Regions from separate parts of the Zea mays genome. Here regions 2 and 3 are each linked to region 1. Evidence: chromatin contacts called from public Hi-C data. All regions are on one chromosome and are shown on one strand. The core of a region is the stretch at or near the end of the contact, and the rest is flanking DNA. Distances in the headings are between cores, read along the strand shown. Region 1 holds the start of LOC100384339. Region 2 holds the start of LOC100286306 (vacuolar ATP synthase subunit B). Region 3 has its middle 90 kb from the start of LOC103638616.

Region 1 (3,474 bases), core at 495-2,994:
AAAGATTTTTCCACTGCATCTCTCTCTCCTTATCTTCTTCAGCACCACGGCTTCCTCTCCCAGCCTGCCCTCCACCTCCCTCTCTACTCGGCGGACCGCACAGCTCCGGCGCGCGCACAGCCGAGCGGCTTCCCGCGCACGCTGCTCCCTGCGCTCGCCTGGCTCGCCGCGCGCCCAAGCCCTCTTCTTCCTCCCTCCTCCCAGCGCGCGCTACTCCTCTTCCCCAGCCGCGAAGTTCCATGGCGCGCCGGCTCCCTGCTCGGCTCCTTCCTCTCTGCTCCCTGTTCACCGTCCACGCTCTATCGGTCTCCAGCTCGTCGCCATGGCACGTCTCTCTCCCAGCGTAAGCTCTTGGACGCCGCATCCTCCCGGTCATGGAGTTCACCGGTAGTCGCCGTCGTCGAAGCTCCCTGCGCGCGCGCATCTCCCTACTCCAGTCCAGCCGCTGCTCCTTGCTCGCCCGAATTCGATCTCCGCCCTGCCCATCACCCCTACGCGCGCTCTGCTTCCTCGTGCGGCTTTCTGCTCGCCTGGCCACGCCCTGCTTCCATGGTCGCGTGCCCATCTTCCTCCCTCTCTGCTTGCCGCGTGCGCAGCTCCCTGGCGCGTCTTCTTCCCTATTGGTGCCCGCCCAGCCGCTCCCTCCTCTCTCCCCTTGGCAAACCTCCCTCAATTTCCCGCGCCGTCCATCGCGCCCGGCTTTAGCTCGTCGGACCTCCGCGCAGCGAGCTCGCCCCATGGCGCCCGACCGAGCTCCTCCCTCGCCAAACCGCGCCCCTGCTGTCTGTCCGGCCTTGGCCGCCGTGCCGAGGCCTCCTTCCCTTCGCGTCGTGGTATTTCTTCCCTGCCCCTCCCGTGGCGGCTCCATCCAGCTCGACCTCTGCTCAGTGCCCAGCTCGCCCCTCGTCGCGCTTGGCCTCGGTAAATCATGGACAGCGCCTCCACCTGCTCAATCTCACCCCTGCGTTCGTCCATAGACTTGCTCACCGAGCCACCCACCTTTGTGCGCAATCGATCGATCCTGCTGTCGTCCGTCATGGATGCTCAGCTCGCCGGCGCTTGCGCTTTGCTGGCCGTTTATAATTTCAGCAAGCCACGTTATAAATGGGTCCCACATTGACTCTTACGAATCACTTTCATTGTTCGTTATTAAGCTCGGAGAAGGTGTTTTTCATACCTTCGGCACATGACCTTCATTTGTTTCGGGATCTGAGCTTGTTGCAAAAAAACGAACTAATACCGCAAGGGGCTACTTTTGGGGGTCTCTTTCTTTTGAAGGTCCTCAAAACACTAAGATAATGGTTGTCTTCTGAACTATTTCTAAGTATTATAGGTACCTCTGCCAAAAGCTTCTTTGGTGAATTGATTAAAGGCAAATGTACAAGCTTTGGGTTGCCATCACAAAGGGACCAGGGACAAAGCCAGAGAAAGCCAAAGCAAGTCTCCTCGGGTCCGTTCGCCAAGCTAACGAAAGGAATAGACATCCTTACCCCTGCCATGTTAAATAGTTGAAATATATAGGCTTAAGGATGCAAATGTAATTTTACCAAAGAATGTACTCTGCGCCTATAAATAGAGGAATAGTGCTATGCATTTAGGGATCTTCTCATCAGAGAAAGAGTTGATTGTTCCCATCTACGAAGCTACAATTCTTCCTTCGTATTATAAGCTTCGCAAAGCCAAAGGTACAAATGTAATCTCTGATTTAATACTGAAAAAATAGAAGGATGTAAGCATTCTTTATTGAGAGCACCTAGAGGGGGTGAATAGGTGATCATGCAAAACTTATTTCAAACAACACAAACTTGGTCTATAAAAGGTGTTAGTGTAAATTAAAACCAAGATTGAATGAGAAGAAGAGAGAAAAATAGAGTCTTCACTTGGTTGCTCTCTTGAGATGTGTATTAAACTAGGAGAAATATGTAAGTTAAGTATAAGCACCAAGGAAGACAGAAATCACAGTAAAGTAAAGTGGACAAGGGACACGACATTTTTCCCCGTGGTTCGGCCAAAGCCTACTCCACATTGTGATGACCTCCTTTGCTCAAGGGTTCCACTCAACCCCTCTCATGTGATCCAAAGATCAAATTTGAGTGACACGATATTCTTCCTTATATCTCAACCTGTTTGTGAGGAATCTACACAAGTTGGAGTCACTCACGCCTTACACAAGATGATCACAATCCAAAATCAAAGTAAGGGCGGGAGTAAGAACACACACACAAGTACATAATGCAACAACAACATGCACCAAAGCAAAGACATGAGCGCAACAACAAAACGACAAGGTAACAGCCCAAAAATGCGCTCAAATCTCTCTCAAATCATTGAACAACATGGTCGCGGAGTCTAGAAGTTGTAGTGTGCACTTGTGATGCTTGAGGTACCAGAAGAAGGCGCCTAGCGGCTCCTTTTATAGCCCAAGAGGCCTAGGAGTCGTTGCCTTCTCCACAAGGAAGCTGGAAAACTTCCCTATCTGTGGGCTCACCGGACACTCCGGTGCGCCACAGGATTTCTGACCAGCAACGGTAGCCCCACGATCTGATTGGTCGGTTTACTTTTCCAACATGTCACTAGATAGTCTGGTGTGCCACTAGACAGCGGCCACATCAGCTAGCCGTTGGCGACTGGCACCCGCCCTTGGAGAGAGTCGTTGGAGTTGATGTCTGGTGCACCGGACAGTGCACTTTTCACTGTCCAGAGAATTTTATAATTAAAATTCCCGGGACCTGCACCTTTTGTATGCTTCATCGAACAGTCTGGTGAGTCCTAGACTTGCCCATGTTTAGCTCTTTTGAGCCAAACTACTCAACTTCTTTTGGCTCTTCTTGAGAGGTTCCCTAGCACTTAGACAAACATAGTTAGCAACTAAAACAATTTGCTGTGACGGAACCTCCCAAGGTATTAGGCCCACCTACAGTTATCCTTGTCCTAAGGACCTTAGACAACCCTGTAGATGCAAATAATCACTCGACAAGTTCGGTAACTGTATCCTCATCATTTCGCCCAAGAGCGCTTCACCTGTCACGTAGATATTACATCACATCGGAGGAAAGGATAAGCAGAAGCAGATTACAATAACTTAATTTACATTCATAAAATATATAGAGACAGTATTATTATTACAATACCAGGGTATTAAGAGAGCATAAAGTATTATTACAAACTAGGGAGGCAAAACACCCTCCCGTACAAAAGTTTATTGTTTCAAGGTGGGAGGCAAACATCCTCCCGCGACCAACTTCACTATTGGAGCTCCTCCTTTGGTATCACCTTTGAATAGAAATAGCAAAACTCTGTTGTTTCCTCACCTACAATAACATGGGTTCGAAAACCCTGAGTACGGAGTGTACTTTCGCAAGTCTTACCCGACAAAATAAAAAGACTCTCAAGGATATGCTGGCTTGAGAGAGACAAGGTAAGGCTATTCAAGAATCAAAGACATTGTTTGTAGAAATGCTTACTAATAGTGGA
Region 2 (3,474 bases), core at 579-3,078, 390 kb after region 1:
GCCCAACCAAACAGACCCATAGATTATAACTAGTCGGTTACCCGTGCGTTGCGACTAGGGCTCGGCTCGGTGAGGCTCGGTGGAATAGCGAGCCGAGCCAGGCTCGACTCGGTCACTTAGCGAGCTCGGTAATGAGGCTCGGCTCGGCTCGATATAGGCTCGCGAGTCGGCTCGGCTCGCGAGCCTGTACACTCAAGTACTCAACAACAGTAGTTATAGTCATTAGCTCAAATTTGAAGCACAATATGTTCCATATAATAAAAAATTATGTCCTTGCACTCTAGTTCCTTGTGAGTTGTGACCAAAACAACACACTTACACACTGGTCAACGGAGATACGAGTAAGCAGTAGTTTGGACCGAGCCTCGAGCCGGCTCGCGAGCCTCACCGAGCCGGCTCGGCTCGTTAGTGTAGCGAGCCGCGGAATTAGGCTCGACTTGGGCTCGTTTAGGCTCGCGAGCCTCACCGAGCCGAGCCTGATCGAGCCCGAGCCGGCTCGCGAGCCTCGAGCTTTTTTTTTCCAGCCCTAGTTGCGACGGCTCACAACAATACCCACGTAAATTATCCACCAAAAAGATCTCAAGATTTTTTATTAGTTGTCTCCACTCTTCACATAATATTTTTTATGAACCACGGGTACCATAGGCAGCAAATCAGAGACCCCCATCCCTCGCGTCCCCACTTCTAAGGTTTCGTAGAGCAGGAGGGGAAGAGAAGAGGCGGGCATACCTGTTCGTTGCCAGAGAAGGACACGACGAAGACCTGGGCATCTGGAGTCGACATAGGTTGTATACCGCTAGATATATAGGGAGAGAGCACACAAGCAGAGAAAGAAGCCCAACCGGAGCAGCTCCAAACCAAGAGACACCCGCACCAGGCGTCAGTCCGAAAAGGGCGAGAGAATGCGAGTGTCTTCCCAGCCTTGTACCCGCCGAAGCGACACAATACCACCACCAACTCCGTAGCATATGTCGACTCCTGCCACACTATGACCTTAGTTGTCCAATATCTCAGACCTGGACTCCTCATCGCTAGAATAACCTAAGCGTGACAGGCACCACCATGTCCTACTCGACGGCACGCACGAAGAAAGGCCAGGAGCATGACCGACTCACCCTGTATCCGCGTCGACGAGCGTCGGTCGGCTTGTGGCTACGACCGTGGGCAGGGGCAACAGGTTGGGAGGAAGAACAGGGCGAAGGCCGGGAAGACGAACGAGACGTCCGACGACGGCGAAAACGATGGTGCACGCATGATGTGAAATGTCCTCGTGGACGTGCAATAGCCACTGCGCGAGTCGATGTCGGGGCTGACGTTGGACGAATACAGGGAGGAGGCACCTGCTCCTACGCCCTCTGCCGAGAATGGTGTGGCGCGGAGATAGAGGCATGGCAGGAGAGAGAAAAGAAGTAGAATGATGGACGAGGTGGTGGCAACTGAGGCGAGGACCATCATTATCGTGCGGAGGTATAAATGACTAAATGAGAAGTGTCTAGCAAGCCGGCCCGAGGCACGACCAATTTAACAGTGATTGGGCCAACCCGTCACGAGTGTCATGCAGTGTTTGGGCCATAGCCTCGGTTCGTAGTGCTGGCTCGAAAATCATATTAAAAAAGGAATATTAATAATTATAATATAGTATTAATATCATTAGATAGATTTTAAGTCTAGTTTATAATAAAATTATTTAGAGATATAAATATTAATAATACTTATTTATAAATCTAGTTAACGTTTGATATCGGACGGCGGTTTGGGATTCAATGCCGAAAATTCCGTAATCGTTCAGGGCAAAGACGCAAAACGTCCGTCTGCCCCTCTCTGGTTATAATTTTGGGCATTAATTGCACGTCTCCTCCCCACCTCTCCTTCCCTCCACCCGTGCCGTCGCCTCGCCTATCCGATCTGCCACCTCCTCCCGTCTCGCACGTTCCTTCCCAACTCCGCAGCGTAGCCTCTCCGCGGCGCGATCCAGATCCAGGTACGCCTTCTTCCGGCCCCGCAATCTCATCTCCACCCCCGCTCCTCCTCCGGCAATCCATCGCTCGGGTTGTCCCTACTGGGCGACACGAGGGCGGCCACGCCCACCGCCGAAACACTCTCTGATCTGTGCCCAGCCTGCCTCCGCACTTTCTCCCTCTTCCGTTCAGCAACAGCGGCTGCGGTTTTACTCTGTCTGTTGCCGATTTGTTTGGATTGCTGATCTCTCTACAATTTCTGGTGGATCGGATAGTCAGAGTGATCTGTGTGGATTGGGGTAACTCGGATCAGCTCCGCTCCTTTTTCTCGGTTCTGATGGCGTGGCTGGCTGTTGCCAGGTTTTTCAGCATGGGCCTGGTGAAGGAAGGCATCGACATGGAGGAGGGAACCCTTGAGATCGGCATGGGTGAGTTACTAGCGACGAGATCCAAGCTCGCGCGCAGTATTCCTTAGGATGTTTAGTATTTATCCTTTCAGCTGTTGATGTGTCGCATAGTCATACCGATGCATCACTGGTACTAGCATCCTAGCGTGGATATGTAGTGATGATTTGCACTTTGAGGAGACAAACACATTGCTTATAAATGATCCTAAGCTATGAGACAATATATTGGGTCATCGGCTAGCTTATAGCTTGGTTGCATTACCAATGCTTTGGATTTTATAAACGCATGGTATTAGTATATAACACTGTAGATTCTCCTAACAATACATCAACTCACTTCACAAGGCTTTTGTTAAACCATACTACAATAGTGCAACAGGATGCATCTAGTTTAGCTTGTAGATTTGCTGTTTCAACTATGTAACTAGTTTCAGGTCTGGCACACTTGCTAGATCACACTTTTAGTTTAAAATTAGTTCATCTATTTGCATGTATTGCTTTTCGGGAATTGTGATTCATGTCACATCCAATGTGGAGGCTTCATGAATTACCAATTACTGAATCTTCGATGTATTGGTCTGCATGCCTGCATTGAGCCATTGACACATGCCACTGCCATTATAAATATAAGACTTCTTTTGTGTTATATGGGTAACAGAAATTTGCTGATCAAAGTGCATACCTTGGGCTTCTTTTGTGGAAGGTGTATGCCTGTTTGAAATCATGCTTTTTGGGCTACGTTACAAAGGTGACATGTACTAGTTAGTAGTTAGTAATTTACCTGTGTACCTGTGCAGAGTACAGGACTGTATCTGGTGTTGCTGGGCCTCTGGTCATATTGGATAAAGTAAAGGTGTGCACAGTTTTCTCCAATATGATGCTAACTACCCTGCAGATTTTGAACAGCTCATTCTGCTAGCCTCTTATACTTCCTTTGCTTGTGTATCCATCATTAGGGCCCAAAGTACCAAGAAATTGTAAACATCCGACTTGGAGATGGCACCAATCGCCGTGGTCAAGTCCTGGAAGTTGATGGCGAAAAAGCTGTTGTGCAGGTTACTTCTCCATTCTCCTGATTGTTTTTTAGCAGTAGTTCTAATTTGATTTTG
Region 3 (3,474 bases), core at 687-3,186, 290 kb before region 1:
CTGTGAATATCTAAAAAATAAGGGCTCCTTAACAAAAATGCTTATGTGGCTCTGATGAAGGATTAGCAGCCACTAGTGACCGTTTGATCAACATTCGAGGGCCGAGATTAAATCAGGCAAGCCGACTCGGGTTTATACGAAACTAACCACGCAATTAGATATCAATGGACAGGGGGTTTTGGCTCGGCTTCACATGCATAGCTCCGTGAGCAAAGGGCTGACAATGGGGAGAGTAGCGCCGTGAGGCGACGCAAAACCAGTCTCTCACCGGAGTTGGCCAGAACGGCACTCTGGGAGGCCAAGCCGACCGAGGAAGGGCTTGGGAGAAAGCTACGAAGAAAGGAAGCGTATCTGAGGCCTCACTAAGGGGGTAGAAGCGGCGCTAGCAGATGACTATGAAGAACAGTTACCGACGGAACTCTAGTGAAGTTGGGGTGGCGTGGCGGAGGCGAACGACGAACAAGGAGAACTCGACAAAGGTTGGGGAAGCATCAGCGAGCTTCGAGGATCACGATAGCGGCCTCAGAGCGGACAAGGAAGCACCGGGAGTGCCCGTCCACGGCGTTAATGTGTAAACACCCACAATCTTATTTTGGGTTTATTAAAAACATTTTCTAAGGTCTAAATAAATGTCGTTAATAAGGATTTTATTAACTTAGAAATATTTCTTGAAAATAAGTAAATGGCAATATTAAATTTTGAATTGTCAAAGTTAGATTTGGGTCTCAAAACTAGAAGTTAAAAGTGAAAATCTTTTAATAAACATAAAGGTTTTCAATTGTTGATATGAGTGAATTATTTTATTTTTCTCTCTCATGAATTAAGCATCAGTATTATTCTAAATAATAAAATATTATTACATCATGCTGGGATTATTTTGTTTGTTGCATCTAAATTGGAGCTTGAAATTCAAAACCTAGACCTAAATTGAAATTGAAAATCGAAAACAAAACAGAAATTAAGAAACAGAAAAGAGAAAAAAACTACCTACGCTTCGTGGGCCGAAATCCCCCTCCCGGCCCAGCTCCCCTTCACTTCTTCTGACCCATCCTAGCTTAACCCCACCAGCCCATAACCCCTATGTGTCTGCGCTAAACTTGGGCACCGACGGATGGGTCCCACTCGTCAGCCTCACTGCCAACCAGACTCACACGCCCTTGGTCACTGACGTCGTGGGCCCCACACAACAGCCTCAGCTCCACGCACATGCTACCATCGCCTAGTCTCTTGCACGTGGGCCCTTGTTGGTGGCGTCTCCTCGCTTGGCTCGGTTATGGGCCAGTGGCGAGCTCGTCCCGCATGCATCCGCATCAAAATCCCTGGCAAATCGCAGGTCGTTGGGAGTGGTTGTAATTCCCAACCTGAGTATAAGATTCATGCCCATGCTCCCTTGGCCGTAGATGGTAGACCAGAGAGAAATCAGAGCCACCGTATAGGTCTGGGGTCCGCCGCCGGGGTCCTCCTTTGTGGGTGTTGTCTGGGGGGTCGAAGGAGGGCCTAGGTGTGCCATTGGGGAGCCTTGATGAAGTTCGTAGCTCAATCAGGAGGGAATGATAACCAGGCAGTCACGAATTTCTTGACGGTGCAGTTCTGCCGCCACAAATCCGCCCCCACCCGTGTTCGGGGTACCTCAGCGTCCTAACTACGGGTAAGTGTGCCCTAGACCTACTCGCTTCAGTCTCAGTAATGTGTAGCTAGGTCTCGGCCATGGCACGTCCGTACTGGAGCTGGGCGTCGTTGTAGTGGCTTCAGTCCGGAAGATGAGGGAGATGAGGGTGATGGGTAGAATAGTCGTCGGATGCATGACCGGTGGATGAGATCAAATCCAGCATACTTGTTCGCTGGATTGAATGACTAGCGTAGGGCTGAGATTAAAACTTGTTGCATCTCTGCGGTGCTCAGATCTGTGCGTTGATGTGAGATCGGGTGGGCGTGATGAGGTGTAGCCGTAATAGAATCAGGACCGTTGCTTTCAGATCCTGTGGATAGGGATGCATACCGATTCAGAGTCTTGGGGATCTAATCTGTGTCGTTGGTTTTAGATCGGGCGGCTGGGAATTAAGGACACCCTTTCAGCCGTGAAACAGTTACAAAAGAGCCCTCGGTTTTCCATTAAATCAACCCGCAGTCAAGTCTAGTGAGTAGATCAATACAAATAGGTCCTAGTTTTTGTAGTTAGAGCCCTGGACTTTCCTAAAAATGGAATCCACCCTCCAGGTATTCGAGAAACTCAAAAATAAATATAGATGATTTCTAGTGTTAAAAAATCATAACTCTCTCATTTTAACTCCGTTTCAACCCGTTCGAGTTGCGATAGTTTTGTGATAAAATTGCCTACGCAGTAGTAGCATTAATCGTGTCATATCACATACTTTTATAATTAGAATTTTGTTCAACCTATGAGTAGTAGATTTATCTCACTAATCAAAGTTAATTTGTCCATAATTATAATCTTAATCTAATCAAGTTATAACGTAGATTAAAGTTAAATTAGTGATTTATTTAGAGTGCACTTACCCACATGGGTTATACTAGTCAAGATAACATAGTTTAATATTTAATCACATAAATCTTCTGAACATGATAACTCTTTAACCGTAACTCCGGATTTTGTGGTTCTCAAACCTACGATCTCATAGCATCACGTAGAATATTTTACGTTGTTTGCTCTCATGTCGGGTGTACTGTTATTTTTATGTGATTCTTGTCTATTTGTATGTATTGCTACCAATAGTGGTGAGGTCACGAGAATTTGAAGATCGACTTGGTACCTAGAATCTTGAGTCACAGGCAAGTAGTGCCCTTGATCACTTTTCTTTACCCAATAATGTTCTTGCTAATCACTATGACATGCTCAGGTTAATTTGAAGGGACCTAATAGGTTTCCCTAGCATTGTTTATCCCACACCTTGCAGATAAACAAATTATTGGGTAGTTTTGCTATTGCTCTAACTGGTTTTGGGAAATTAATGTTATATTATGTTCATGTTCCAATTCTGTTGTTGTTGATTATTGTTCATGATAAGATCATTATGTTAATTGGAACATGGAGAACCACCCGAAAAATAGTGCTACAACAAGGGTGGTATGGGATGCCCTTGGCTGACTAATTAGGAAAGCTAGTGGAGGACTACCTTACCCGAAAGGGGCAAGGGTGGTAGAGGAGCTGCGTATAGGGAGGTTCTCCGGTCGATCATGCTGCGATGGCTTTTTGGACGAGGGATTGCTATATTGTCCTTCTCGTAGCGGGTTTTCTGAAGCTAGTGGAACTTTGTAAAGGCCTCGTAGTGGATCCCTAGCCATTCACCTCGGAAGTGTCTAAGGGCCTTGCAAACCCTGGCTAGACGGGATACGCGACTTGTGGGTAAAGATGTGCAACCTCTGCAGAGTGTAAAACTGGTATATCAGTCGTGCTCACGGTCATGAGCAGCTCGGACACTCACATGATTAATTTATGGAACTGAACTTAATCTA

Evidence for each region. A called contact is a pair of places that touch in the nucleus more often than the background predicts.
Region 2: a contact with region 1 is called in a Hi-C map of leaf, with 2.3 times the contacts expected there. The contact joins the promoter of LOC100286306 here to the promoter of LOC100384339 in region 1. A contact is called at or near these places in 2 of 25 Hi-C or Micro-C datasets (leaf and tassel).
Region 3: a contact with region 1 is called in a Hi-C map of seedling, with 4 times the contacts expected there. The contact joins the enhancer-like site here to the promoter of LOC100384339 in region 1. A contact is called at or near these places in 2 of 25 Hi-C or Micro-C datasets (leaf and seedling).

Annotation. Positions count from the first base shown.
Region 1 is chr9:83,932,064-83,935,537 of Zm-B73-REFERENCE-NAM-5.0, reverse strand. LOC100384339 reads right to left here and starts at 1,744. Exons shown (of 1, transcript NM_001176890.1): 1 at 1-1,744. The coding sequence starts at 868.
Region 2 is chr9:83,540,340-83,543,813 of Zm-B73-REFERENCE-NAM-5.0, reverse strand. It overlaps LOC100286306 (vacuolar ATP synthase subunit B), which reads left to right and starts at 1,828. Exons shown (of 15, transcript NM_001159193.2): 1 at 1,828-1,981; 2 at 2,319-2,386; 3 at 3,163-3,218; 4 at 3,322-3,420. The coding sequence starts at 2,329.
Region 3 is chr9:84,220,418-84,223,891 of Zm-B73-REFERENCE-NAM-5.0, reverse strand. No RefSeq gene overlaps it. Among protein-coding and RNA genes, the nearest start is that of LOC103638616, 90 kb to the left of the region's middle. Within about 2 kb of position 1,936, at least 2 of the 20 cell types and tissues checked have an H3K27ac peak or open chromatin away from gene starts, as enhancers often do. A contact at or near this core is called in seedling, where this site is marked.